Linked DNA regions of Zea mays: all the other regions are linked to region 3. The links are chromatin contacts, called in public Hi-C maps. All regions are on one chromosome and are shown on one strand. The core of a region is the stretch at or near the end of the contact, and the rest is flanking DNA. Distances in the headings are between cores, read along the strand shown. Region 1 holds the start of LOC100216601. Region 2 holds the start of LOC100275329. Region 3 holds the start of LOC111589982 (serine/arginine repetitive matrix protein 1).

The links. Hi-C and Micro-C count contacts between places; a contact is called where the count stands out from the background.
Region 1: a Hi-C map of root tip shows a contact between it and region 3, with 3 times the contacts expected there. The contact joins the promoter of LOC100216601 here to the promoter of LOC111589982 in region 3. A contact is called at or near these places in 3 of 25 Hi-C or Micro-C datasets (ear, root tip and tassel).
Region 2: a Hi-C map of leaf shows a contact between it and region 3, with 5 times the contacts expected there. The contact joins the promoter of LOC100275329 here to the promoter of LOC111589982 in region 3. A contact is called at or near these places in 2 of 25 Hi-C or Micro-C datasets (bundle sheath and leaf).

The regions. Positions count from the first base shown.
Region 1 is chr8:142,590,895-142,595,320 of Zm-B73-REFERENCE-NAM-5.0, forward strand. LOC100216601 reads left to right here and starts at 1,552. Exons shown (of 2, transcript NM_001143014.1): 1 at 1,552-2,154; 2 at 2,253-3,737. The coding sequence starts at 1,567. The coding sequence ends at 3,590. LOC100280448 reads left to right here. Exons shown (of 10, transcript NM_001153368.1): 9 at 1-82; 10 at 190-360. The coding sequence ends at 355.
Region 2 is chr8:142,037,202-142,041,642 of Zm-B73-REFERENCE-NAM-5.0, forward strand. LOC100275329 reads right to left here and starts at 1,546. Exons shown (of 1, transcript NM_001149429.2): 1 at 727-1,546. The coding sequence starts at 1,329. The coding sequence ends at 970.
Region 3 is chr8:142,312,704-142,317,197 of Zm-B73-REFERENCE-NAM-5.0, forward strand. It overlaps LOC111589982 (serine/arginine repetitive matrix protein 1), which reads right to left and starts at 2,282. Exons shown (of 1, transcript XM_023300920.2): 1 at 1-2,282. The coding sequence starts at 2,088.

The DNA of each region.
Region 1 (4,426 bases), core at 302-2,801, 280 kb after region 3:
TTTTCGGATTAGCGTTGATAATCCAACTGAATAATGAAGGCATACAAACATTCTTCGAAGCCTTTTTCAGGGTGCCGAGATGGTAGTCGCACTTTTTACCTTGTCTCAGTTGGTCTTCAGAGAAATTCAGTGCGCTGAAGGCTACTACCTCCATGAAGTTTTTGATAACCACTATTTTTCCTTGAACAGGATGTGGCGAGGATTTCTTGGCTCGACCCTTTCATCCGTCGATCTCATACTATTCTCATTCTACATGTTTGCGATAGCTCCAAATCAATTGCGAATGAACCTTGTCAGGCATCTCCTCTCTGACCCAACTGGCTCATCCATGATCAAGACCTACCTGACCTTATAAAACCATTTGCACCAGGCTGCAAGAACTCTTAGAAACTGTACAGTTTTGTAGTTGTACATAAGTTAGAGAGGATCTGGGGGGTTACTTGGCGGCGGATCTAGGGGTTAGCAGCAATGCTATAATACACTGTAAATCTTTTATGGTTGCTATGGTGATTGGATAGAGAAGCACACCGTGTTGTGCACGATGGAAGAATAATAAGAGAGATCAGGTGATGGTCATGGTTCCTGCATTGGCCAATTTTAGGTTGCATTTGCTGTTTCAAGGCTTCTTACATGTCCAATCAATTACACCCTTATTTTAGGTTGCTCAATGCCAATTTTCTTGTGGAACAATATTTGCAAAAGCAAAAAAGGGAAAAACATAATTGGATGTGCAAGAATAGTATGAGGCTGTCCTTGCTCCTGCGCCATGGCATTTAGCTGCAAGATGTTGGGGAAGGAGAAGACCTGTAGGAGACTAAGGTTGGAGGCAAGGGAGAGAAAGGAAGGAGGGCAGGAGGAGAGGCGGAACAACCCGTCTCCCTCCATCTCTCTACCTTCTTCTCCTGCGCCCCTATCCATCGCTCGCACCACCCACTGACCGGCCGGCGGCATCCTTATTACCATAACATCACGGGACGGTGGCGCGATGCAAGGAGGCCCACTGAGCCCGGATGAGTACTGGGTGATATCGCCGCCGGCGCTGCTGCACCAGCCGGCGTCCACCATCGTCGTGGCCATCGACCGGGACCGGAACAGCCAACTGGCCGTGAAGTGGGTGGTGGACCACCTCCTCTCCGGCGCCTCTCATATCGTCCTGCTCCACGTGGCCGTCCATTACCACACGACCCGTACGTCGTTCATCTCCCGTACCCATTTCGCCAGTGCAGCAGCAGCAGCTGAGCTCTGGTTTGCTTGGACATGCGCAGATGGGTTCGCCATGGTTGAGACCACGCAGGGTGCGCTGGAGGCTGAAATGAAGGAGATCTTTGTCCCCTACAGAGGATTCTTCAACCGGAATGGGGTAAATGTAATAACAACAATAATGCAAAAAACATCCAAAACGTATCAAGATGATTATATTGTTGGTGAAATCGTATCGACGCTGCTGCTGCTAGCAGGTGGAAGTATCCGAGGTAGTATTGGAAGAGGCAGACGTGTCCAAAGCCATTCTAGGTTACATCACTGCAAACAAGATCCAGAGCATTGCGCTCGGCGGAGCCAACAGAAATGCGTTCACCAAGTATTCTTTTTTTTTCCCCATCATTTCTTTTTCGTCCAGATTGCACCGTCTCAGCTCTCGCCTCGGGCAGGAAATTCAAGAACGCGGACGTGCCGTCGACCCTGATGAAGTGCGCTCCAGACTACTGCAACATCTACGTCGTGGCCAAGGGCAAGTCCGTCAATGTCAGGCTCGCCAAGTGCGGCGTCCCGCCGATGCACACTGGCGCCGACATCGCTTCGGACACCGACTCCCTCCGGGAATCGGTGCTCTACATGCGACGCGGCTCCAGGGGGCACCTGCCGCGGGTGACGCCTGACGCCTGGCGCTCCATTGACGGGCGCACACCGCCGGAGCTATCCACGCGGCCACTGTTCCGCGAGCGCTTGCTCTCGTCATCGGCCACCACCAAGAACTTTGTCGTCCTGCCAGGAAAGGACAACTTCGAGACGTCCTCCCGCTCGGCGAGACACGACTCGTTAGGCGGCGACCTCGACTTCGGCCCGAGCACGCGCTTCTCCTACATAGACTTGGGCGAGAACCTCGATATGTCCACCACTCTCCCCGCTCTGGAACCCATGTCACCGGCCACCGGCGTGAGTCATACGTTCAATTCGTACTTGTTTGATTTCTTGCTATCCACCCTTGTCCCTTGCTGCTGACGGCTGACCTACGACATGTGGCGCGGATGCAGGCGCAGCGGGATACCGAGGCCGAGATGCGGCGGCTCCGGTTGGAGCTCAAGCAGACCATGGACATGTACAACGCGGCGTGCAAGGAGGCCATCAACGCCAAGCAGCGGGCCAAGGAGATGCATATGATGAAGCTGGAGGAAGCGCGTCGGCTGGAGGAGGCCAGGAACGCCGAGGAGGCTGCTCTGGCAGTGGCCGAGATGGAGAAGGCCAAGTGCCGCGCGGCCATGGAGGCCGCCGAGGCGGCGCAGAGGCTGGCTGACCTGGAGGCGCAGCGGCGCCGCAACGCCGAGGTGCGCGCGCGCCGGGAGGCCGACGAGAAGGTGCGCGCTCTGGATGCCATTTCCAACCACGACTTCCGGTACCGCAAGTACCACATCGACGAGATCGAGATGGCCACGGAGCGCTTCTCCGACGAGCTCAAAATCGGCGAGGGCGGCTACGGCCCCGTCTACCGCGCCTCCCTCGACCACACCCCCGTCGCCATCAAGGTGCTCCGGCCCGACGCGCACCAGGGGAGGAAGCAGTTCCTGCAGGAGGTGGAGGTGCTCAGCTGCATCCGCCACCCCAACATGGTGCTCCTCCTCGGCGCATGCCCGGAGTACGGCTGTCTCGTGTACGAGTACATGGACCACGGCAGCCTCGAGGACCGGCTGTTCCGTCGGGGCGGCACGCCGCCGCTCGCGTGGGCCCAGCGGTTCCGGATCGCGGCGGAGATCGCGACGGCGCTGCTGTTCCTGCACCAAACGAAGCCGGAGCCGCTGGTGCACCGGGACCTGAAGCCGGCCAACATCCTGCTGGACCGCAACTACGTGAGCAAGATCAGCGACGTCGGGCTGGCACGCCTGGTGCCGCCGTCGGTGGCGGACAACGTGACGCAGTACCGGCTGACGGCGACGGCGGGCACCTTCTGCTACATCGACCCGGAGTACCAGCAGACGGGCAAGCTGGGCGTCAAGTCGGACATCTACTCCCTCGGCGTGCTCCTGCTGCAGGTGGTCACCGCGCGGCCACCCATGGGGCTCACGCATCACGTCGAGAAGGCCATCGACGCGGGCACCTTTGAGCAGATGCTCGACATCACCGTCAAGGACTGGCCCGTCGAGGAGGCGCTCGGCTACGCCAAGCTCGCGCTCAAGTGCACGGAGATGCGGCGGAGGGACCGGCCGGACCTCGCCACAGTCATACTGCCGGAGCTCAACCGGTTAAGGAACCTCGGCCACGCGTACGAGGCACGCATGAGCGCCGCCAGGGCCAACGGTGGAAGTGGAGAGAGTGGTGCCCAGATCAGCGGGGACTCGACAACGGTGGGTGGTTCATGGGAAACGGCGGACAGCTAGCGGGCGGTCCGGTGATCGGTGTGGCCGGTGGCCCGGATGAGTCAGTTAGAGAGCGAGCTTTTTTTTTGATACGGGGGAGTTAAAAAATCCAAAAATCTTGGTGTATGTACAGTTCTGTCTATGAGAAATACTAACGCGTCTTGCAGTGCTGCTGCCTGCTGCCTCATCCTTTTGAGGGTCGTCATCCATGATCCATTTTTTTATTCTGTTGGCCCAACCTAGAAATTACGATTGCGTTATAATCGATCATCCTTTTTATTTGTCGTGGTTTAGTTAAAAAATAAACTAACGGCGACAAATATTCAAGAACATAGGTAGTATAGATCTAGTCTCTTATGAGAATTAAGTTATGTTTGGTAGAATATATCTGAGAAGCTAGTGAAAAGAAACTTCTACTTATTATCATTACCTATTCTTAGATTATTTTAAGAAGCAGCTGAACCTAGGACTAGATATTAAACCAACTCAGCTCAATCGAGTTCGAGTTGGCTCGTTTAGCTCGTAAGCGAGAGAGAAAAATAATATATATTTGTTAGCTAGAAGGGGAAGGTTCCAGTCAAGATTCCGGAGACATCGTTACTGTTAGAGGTCCGGTGCACCAGCCGAGACTAGATCTGAGCAAGATTCAACAAGAGCTAGTTGGAGGTTTTGGCTATAAATAGCCCCTTAACGAGCATCCTCTCTTCTCCATGTCACCAAAGACACCAAAGTGTCACCTAGCACATCATTCCTACGTATTAGAGAAACACACCAAAGTGATCTGAGTGCATATTCTTGTGAGATAGAGTTTGTGCTGCTGTGTGTGCTCGTGTTCTTGTTCTTTGGTGGTGTTCTTG
Region 2 (4,441 bases), core at 296-2,795, 280 kb before region 3:
CTATACCACCTGTTAGAGTTAGGATGTTATAGACACGAGATTTGTGTGAAAAACTCTTCCAATATAAAAGAAAAAAACTATTGAAGACAAATCTATCTGATGATAGAGGGTATAAGTACAGGAGTATCTATGTTTATAAATATGTGAAGTTTTTTTTAGGCACATCTAACGTTTACGTGTTTACCGGCTTGTGTAGTTGTGTTCGTGGAACACAAGGAAAAGAAAGGAATCGTGCAAACCATACATAGAACTACGTACTAGGCTGAACATAACATACATGGCATTAATTAATCGTGTTACACTGCTACAGATAGATTAATAATGTTAAATACTTAGCAAGAAGTCAAAAACAGAGGAGAGGCAGGATAGGCAACCAGTGGATCCACGAAAAGACGGAAGTCTCCATCTCCCTTCCGCGCACGCCAACCACACGACTCATTCCACTCACTCAAAGCTAATAAATTGCATCAAGCGCGCAATAATTGACCGACCAGAAAAGAAATCTGAGCAATAGCTTATGTATGTATGTATGTATACGTCTAAAATAAGCGCATGCTTTGAGAAAGAACAAATCGATTAAAACAGCAGCTGCTACTGCTGTAATACATAGAAACAAAATACCGTAAAAGTCATATGCATAGCCGGATTAAAGCAGCACCGCGGCGAATAAACCGACAACAGCAACCACGCACGCCCTGCCGTTTATCACTTGAACGATGGATTTGCCTTTACCATTTTGGTCTGAAACAACCCCTTGGGTTACATCTCATCAATACACATGACTGATTGGTGCTATCAGATCACCAACAACAACATCTAGCAAAGCCAACCAAGAAGAAAAATGGAAACACACACACTCTCTCTGATATATATACTGTATGCATGTACTCACCATGAATCCAGGATGATGATATGATATATCAAGCAAACATGCAGAGCCAAAACCATGGAGTATATATACTTTGAGGATCAGGACCACCCGTAGACGAGGTTTAGGTAGCGGTCCTTGATCCACTTGAAGCTCTTGCGGAAGGAGCCCTTCATCTTGCCCTCCACGCCGTACGCCTTGTACGCCGCCACCCGGCGCTTGCGCTCCATGTCCGGGTCCGCCAGCGCCAGCCACCGCCGCTTCGACTTGCTCCGCTTCATCTCTTCCCCCGCCCCCGCCCCCGCCCCGCCGTACTCGTACTGGTACGCGTAGGACGACGTCCCCATCCCGCTGCCGCCGGCGCTGTAGGAGTAGGACCGGAAGTCCGGCCGCGCGCCGCCTCCGTCGTAGTACGGCTCGATCTGCATGCGCCCGCCCGCGTACGACTTGGATCGGTCCATGGCTACCAGGCAGCAGGCTATGGGCGGTCGAGGCAGAGGAGGGGAAGAGAGGCCCTGATGACGGCTGGGTTGTTGGGACGACGAAGCAGAGTAGAAATGGAGGTGGAGGCTGCGCGCGGTGGTTGCGAATATGTGCGCCACTCGATTTGATTGGATGGAATGAAATGGAAAGGCGGAGTCGTATCCTGCTGTCGTGTGTATCCAATTCCAAGCGCGCAGTTTTGTCAACTGTCTCGTGTTCAAATATTGCCAGTTGACGTGAGATTTTTTTTTTCTCCTCAAATAATCCTAGATCTTTTTCCTCTTCCGATGAGTTCTACTCAGAAAAAATACAATTCTAAACGTAGTGTTGTGTTTTAATATTTTAAAATTAACCAATTATTATATATAAAAGTATTAATATTTATAAGATCAAATTAATACCATTAGATTAAAATTAATTTAAAATCATAAATATGAATACTCTTTATTATGCACTTAAATTTAGTGGAAACCACGGTATCTGATATATAATCTATAGTTTTATTTTCTACAGTACCGAGGGAAGTATCTTATCTTAGAAGAAAAAAATGCGACATGTTTTCAAATAATGTAGAGGCGCCGGCTGTACGAGTGTTGTTGATGTGCTGACTTGATTTAGGGCGTGTTTGTTTGAGATTATAATCTATCTAGATTATATAATCTAACAACTTTTGAACTAAGAGTTAGTTCAAAAATTGTTGGATTATATAATCTAGGTGGATTATGATCCCAAACAAACACCCCCTTAATTTGATTTGAAGCGGGGCAAGGCAAATTGTTGCCGTGGCAGACTCGCAGCGGCAGTGGTATACATGTGCTGCTGACGTATTAGACCGTCTCCAGCAGTTTATCCAAAGTTTATCACAAAAATATTGTTTTGCACTATTCTGAATTGTAGATTGTATTGTTCGCATAGTAAAGTTTAAATATAAATATGGGGATGAATAATCTGTTAGAGATAGCCTTAGACTGATTGATTTGTTCGTGGTCGGCTGGCTGACGCGGATAGTATTCTGAAGCGTGATAGGTTGCAAGGAGGACTTATTACGCGGATAGTATTATGAAGTGTGATATGGTTAGGTTGCAAGGAGGACTTATTTTTTTTAGCTTTTTAAATATTTATATTTAGTTCTCTACACATTTTAATTTTGCTTTGATCATAGATTCAACGTTATGGATCACAACATCGAGGTATCATCGATGTATCATGTCTTGACGTCATGACTCACGACCTCAAGCTGTTTGGCGTGGCATCGATCGTAACGGTAACCTCGCGCTAACTTAGCACCGAACTTAACACCACAACTTCATCTAGTTCTTTCTTTATTTTTTTCTCTCACACACATTCTCTCTTTTTGTGAGCGTCTTTGTGCATGCTTGTCGGTGGCTCGTCTGGCCACTGTCACCCTGTCATCCCCGCGCCTTTCCATCGTGGGCGACATCCCCCATCTTGCAGCACCGCCTCCTAGCCAGATCGCTTGTCCACCCACCTCCCTGCATGTCATCCTCTATGTAGGCGACATCCTCATCACCACAATGGGCCACCTTCGTGTTGCCACCTGGTTGTCCTATGCCTCCCTGCTTCAGTCGATCGTCCACCTCCTTTCCATTCCGCCCACTCGCCTATCGGCCTCCTTGTCGTGTTTGCCCACCCACCTCCACATTGTGGTTGTCCGTGATGAACATAGAGGTGAAGAATTTACAAACTCAATAATCAACAAGCGCCATGGCCTTGTAGCTCTCCCTCCCAATTTTGTTCTAGTGAAATTTCTAGCCTAACAGTCCCTAGTTCACCTTTATGCTAGCCCCTAGTATACTATAAAAGTTAGATGAGATGATGTGGAATATGTTGAATATCCCATTATGTTGCTGTACTACTCTTTTTATAAAGCAAGGGAAGAGATAGGATTGCATATCGATCGTACCATGGACCCCGATCAACTGTGGTCAAATAACATCAATCTTATCATGATCATGGAGTCATACATAGTGCCATACCTTCCGTTGTGTCACAATATCGAGGATGTCCTACTGCAACAGTAGACATACCTGTTGTAGAGGCTAGTTAGGCTTGTTGTATCATGACTACTTAAGTCCACACTATTGGTATGGTGTACCTGGTAACTCATGAAAAACATGTACTTTACAATACTTCCTAGTACTCTAGTGCGCTCAAACATGGCTACAGGGTTAATGGCATCTATCGAATAGTAGTTGTTGAGTACGGTTATTGCTTATGTCGTGGCACTAATGTGCTTATCAGGCTGTAACATTGCACATCAAAGATGTTGGGAGTAGATCTTGAACATGGCATTGTGTCTTCAAAGGTCATCCTACCCTTGGGGTAGTGGTCTGCTATATTCTCTTGGCTTACAACTACTCCCATACTTAGTTGATTTAGGAACCCCTTGTCCTCTCGGGAAGCCCTAGGCCCCAAGGGGCCCTCGAGACCTGGCCATTTGAATTATTTGAGGCTAGAGACCTTAGAAATCTAAGGGCCCATAGAGGAAACTGGGTGACCAAAAGCTCAATGTAGATGTGTCTTGTTGTCAATAGTGGCCTAGGGCCTCGAGGGCCCTAGGTTTTAAGTCATTCTTATGGATGGCATTGACAAAAAGAACTCTTGCATCAAGCGGGCCAAGATCAAACCCCTAGGATGGTGGGCCCTTACCTTAGCTATAGCCATGGTAGGTCGTCAGGGCATGGATCCTAGGATCCTAGGTCAAACAATAGTCGAGTTGCATGGCAATTTCATTCAGTGGGATACTTGAAAGTGTTTTGGCATCATCAAAAGGTGTGGCCTTCCATGGGTGCTGATAGAGGCCCATGTTTGCCTCTAGATTGAAGGCTTCTAGGTGGGCCCATATTTCTTGCAAGATGTATGATAAAATAGGTTCATTGTGTGCTTGACACTTACTACACATCTCATCAATGAGGGGCACCTGCAGGTGATGTGACAACTAGGTTCGGAGGCAGACAAGAGTGCAAGGGGAAGATGAACTAGGCTACAAAAAGGAGAAAAGCTACCCACCATAGTAAAGCGAATTCATACCATGGTAATAGTCACATTCTGTGTCTACTCCCCTCTAAT
Region 3 (4,494 bases), core at 1,032-3,531:
CAGCCCCTCGCGGAAGCTCTCGATGAACCTGTCCGCTTTCGTGTTCACGTCGGGGCTCGCGCAGTACGCAGGCGCCGGCGACGCTGTGATTGAAGGTGAGTCATCCTCGCCCTCTGACACCAGCGGAGGCGGCGGAGGCGGAGGTAGCGGCGGGAGCGGGTAGTATGTGTAGTACAATGGCGGCTGATGTGTGGGCGCGTGCACGGGGGCGCGCGGCTGCCGTGTCCTGACTGCTGGTGCTGGAGGCGCAAGACGAGACGCAGGCGGTGGTGGTTTCTTAGTTCGGCGAGTGGGTGGAGGCGGGGGTGGCGGCTGCGGTGGCGCGACGGAGTGGATGCGGCGGCTCTTATTGCCGCCCTTCTTGTTCTTGAAGAGGTTGGAGAAGATTGAGGACGGCGGTGGCCGGGGAGGTGGCGGAGGCGGAGGCGGGGCGTTGGTGGTGCGAACAGTGGAGTCCGGGCTCGCTGACGCATCTGACGACGGCGACGAGTAGTGGCCATCGGAATGGTGGTGCTGATGGGGCCTCCTCTTGGCCTTCATGGTAATGCTCTTGCGCTTCTTCTGGTAGAACGTAGCGATGGCGGATGCTAGATCTTTGGCGCCACCCACGCTGCCGCTGCGCTTCTTCTTGCTGCGCGACACCGTCGAACGAGGCGGAAGCGGAAGAGGAGGCGGAGGGGGTGGCGTTCCAGGCGCGAACATGGACGGCGATGGCGGCGGCAATAGATTCCTCACCTCTTCCACTACTACTATCTCTTGCTCCAGTTCCTGTGGTCTCGGCAGTTTCTCGACGCTGTGCCGTCGTCGTCGAGGAAGCGCCGGCGGTGGAGGCGGAGATGGAGGTGGTGGAGCAGCAGGCACCATCACCACCGGCACTTTATGCTCGGGGACCATGTCCACCGCCACCGAGCTCCACCTCCTGCTCCTCGACGGAGCCACCGGCGCTTCCTGCTCCGGTATTACATCCACTGAGTTCCACCTGATGATCCTTGCAGGCGCCACCGCTGCCTGCCGCTCCGTTATCACGTCCACCGCCTCCGAGGTCCACCTCCTGTTCCTCGCCGGAGCCACCTGCGCCTCCTGCTCCAATACCATATCCAACGATTCTGAATTCCACCTCCTGAGCCTCGCTGCATCCTGCTCCGGCATGACGTCCACCACCTTCGAGTCCCACATCCTGCTCGTCGCCGGCGGCGCCCCGTGTTCCGGCATCACATCAACCACCTCTGAGTTCCACCTCCTGAGCCTCGCCGGCGCCAGCGCCTCCCCCCGCGGCGGCCTCTCCTCGTCCACCTCGTCGAGCCTCTGGACGCTCCTCCTCCGCCTCCGCGGCTCCCGAGGCTGCGAGGCCCGGCCGCGCTCGACGAAGGTGTCGACGGGGATGGTCTTGACCTCCGTCGTCGCCGTCCTCCCGTGAAGGTCGACGTCCCAGGTCCGCTCCGGGCGACGGGCCCGGTACAGCTCGGCGTCGTCGTAGAAGCGGCAGGTGGCCTCGGGGGCCCAGACGCCGTCGCTGCCGAGGCGCAGCGAGCTGCTGCTCTTCATCCGGCGGATCCCCCCCGAGGCGTGGGCGTGGTGGTTGGTGCGGGGCAGGGTGGCGTAGATGGCGGACATGGAGTCGTAGCCCTCCTCCTCCTCCTCCTCCAAATCCGCCGAGGTCGTAGTCGCCGCCGCCGTGGCGGGCGCCGAGGCCACCTCTCGATGACCGTCCTTGGCCGGCGTGGAAGTCGCGGCGGAAGAGGACTCCCCGTCGCCGCTGCCGCCGCCGCCTCTGCGGCCAAGGAGACCGCAGAGGATGGCGAAGAGCACGAGGCAGAGGTTGACGACGTCCCAGCCGCTCTTGAAGGTGATCCCGCCGCGGCGGTACCCTCCTTCTCCTCCTGCCCAGTGCATGCCGCCGCCGCGCCGCATCGCGGAGGGCAGGAAGGGCAGCAGGAGCAGCGCGAAGAGGAGCACGAGGACCCAGACCTTCGGCCCGCCGGGGCACGCATTGTCGTTGGCGTAGGCGTAGTGCGCGGGCGCGCTAACGCTGGTGGTCGGCGCTGCATGGTCCGTGGCGGCAGAAGGATTCGTCACCTGGGCGTCCATCGCAGCTCCTGCTCCTCCGCAGCTCTCTGTCTGTCGTTGGCTGGCTGCCCTGTTGTAGCTAGCTTCTTTGTTCTGTCTCCCTGACCTCACTGACACGGTGATATATATATACACGCGTACGTAAGGACAGACAGGCAGGTTTCGCTTTGCGGATGCTCTTCTCTGTTCTCTGATTGCTCGTCTAGGTTCCAAACGAAATGCCGCGTACGATAGGCTTTCCGCAAGCAAAAGCAATGTGGGATGCTGAATTTTTGACAAGCTGACAGGTAGATGCCGCAACGAACCATTCGTCAGACTTGTGCGGGAGCTGGGAGCAGGCAGTGCCGTGTGAGCGCCTTGCACTTGCCACTCCTCCGACCACATGTTGGCATGGCATGTTGCCCGTAACGAAGGTCCTCCGATCGGCGAGCGTTTCGGTGCGGATCGGGAGGAGCTCCCGAGAACCGGCCAGCATCCAGGCCATGAAATGAACGGCAAAGGTAACCGAATTCGGCTGCCTTCCGCCGCATGCACATTGTTCAGCTTCAGCATCCATTCCAGGCCATGAAATGAGCGTTTTGGAGCTTGCTGCCTAGGCTTGGCCTGATTGATCGAATGTTGACCAGCTGCAGATCCCAAAACCGTATCCCGTCCCGTCTGCAGCACGAAGCGTCCGTCCACCCCCAGCCCAGCCAGGCGTTTTTAGTTTGGGTTCTTTCAACCGGCAGCGTCAATCAATCAGGCCCTGGCGCCCTGCCTTTTTTTTGTTTGTTCCAGCCAGAGCCAGGCAGCCCCGGGTGCTCCGCTTGGCTCATCATCCACGCGACGACCAGATATGAACGAGAATGGACAGACCAACAGGAGTGCACGCTACTTCACTCGACTGATCTACTGCAATACACGCACTCCGCCCCGCCGTGCCCCTCTCCTGATCTCCGGCCCAGTATCTGGGCATGTGGTGGTCATCCCTACTACTACTCGTTCAAACGCTAGCTTCAGTAGGAAGGCCTGGTACTACTTGCTAAATAAAACAATACAAAACAAGAAGAAAGCTTGCGGGGTATAGTAGTACCAAGCGCAGGAACAGGATTCCTCCTGAAAACGCTACACGTCGCTCATGTAATTAGCAGGAACAGCACGAAGTCCCTGGGCAAGCATTGCTGGAAGAGAGTCCAGTCAACCGGGGGTGTAAGCCAACGACTGTTTTTAATGTCCTTCCTGATGATAACTCGGATCGTCGTACTAACTACCAACTCGCCGCAGCGCCAATAACCTAGGGGGGGCGTTGAGTATGCATCCGACCATCGTCTTTGTTTTCAGGTTCACAAATACTCCCCTAATACCTCTCTTCTCTTGTGCACATCATCGTAACTACACACAATAATTCAATGTGTATGTGTGTGTACAACTATCCGTGCTCGGAGAAGGTCGTGTACCTCAGTTTGATGCTAAGACACATTCAAGGATCCCGATACACAGGAAACTATTATAGGGCCTAGCTGTTGGGTTTGAGCCTCCATATAATTCGATAGACCCCTATAAGACTCGGGCCCTTTGGGTCCTAGGGCGCTCTAAAGGTCCGAGGTATTTTTTCGCACTTATGGTGCCTCGATAGGGTCCTTAGTGCCTCGGTACACTTCAATTATAACTAGATACGTGCACGTGTGTTTCTACGAAAGTAAAAAAAAAAATAGTATAAAATATATATACGGAACAACAAACATCGCTATGATAGGAAAAAACAGCGTGTGAAATTATCACCATAACACCAATATTATAATATTATTATAAATACACCGACTCAAATATAATGAACTGATGTCGAATAAACATTATTTTGTTCATATATTGATATGGTTTCAACATATCATCTAGATAGACCTCGTTTAAATGACAATCATTCCAAAAAAAAGACGTCGATCCTCCAGATTTTCGCAAATTACATAGATCGTGCTCCATGTTCATTTTCCAAACTAAAAGGATTAACCCAAAAGAAAGCATTTCAATACATTCTCCCAAACAGATAGGCAAATATTTATCAATACATAGATGACATGTTTGATGTTTCCTTTCTTGACACGAAAAATGTCGATCGATGAGAAACTAAAAACAAAATGAGATGAAACACTGGACTACTTGAAAGAATGCAAGGAAAGCAACAAAAAAAATGCTAAGAAGCTCAATTGCAACCTCACAGGAACCAAAACTTTAGAACTACATAAACAAATATGGCATATGTAGCAGCAATCAAGTTCAAAATAACTCTCTCGCATAGCTACAATAAATAATTAAGATACCAATCGTTGAAAACCAATAGAGCAGTTTACATCACTGCTAGTGATAGCCTGATAGGCAGCTAGGAAGCAAAAACCTTATTATAGGACAGGACAGCACAGCACAGCACAACGAAAATAGGCAAGAAGAGAA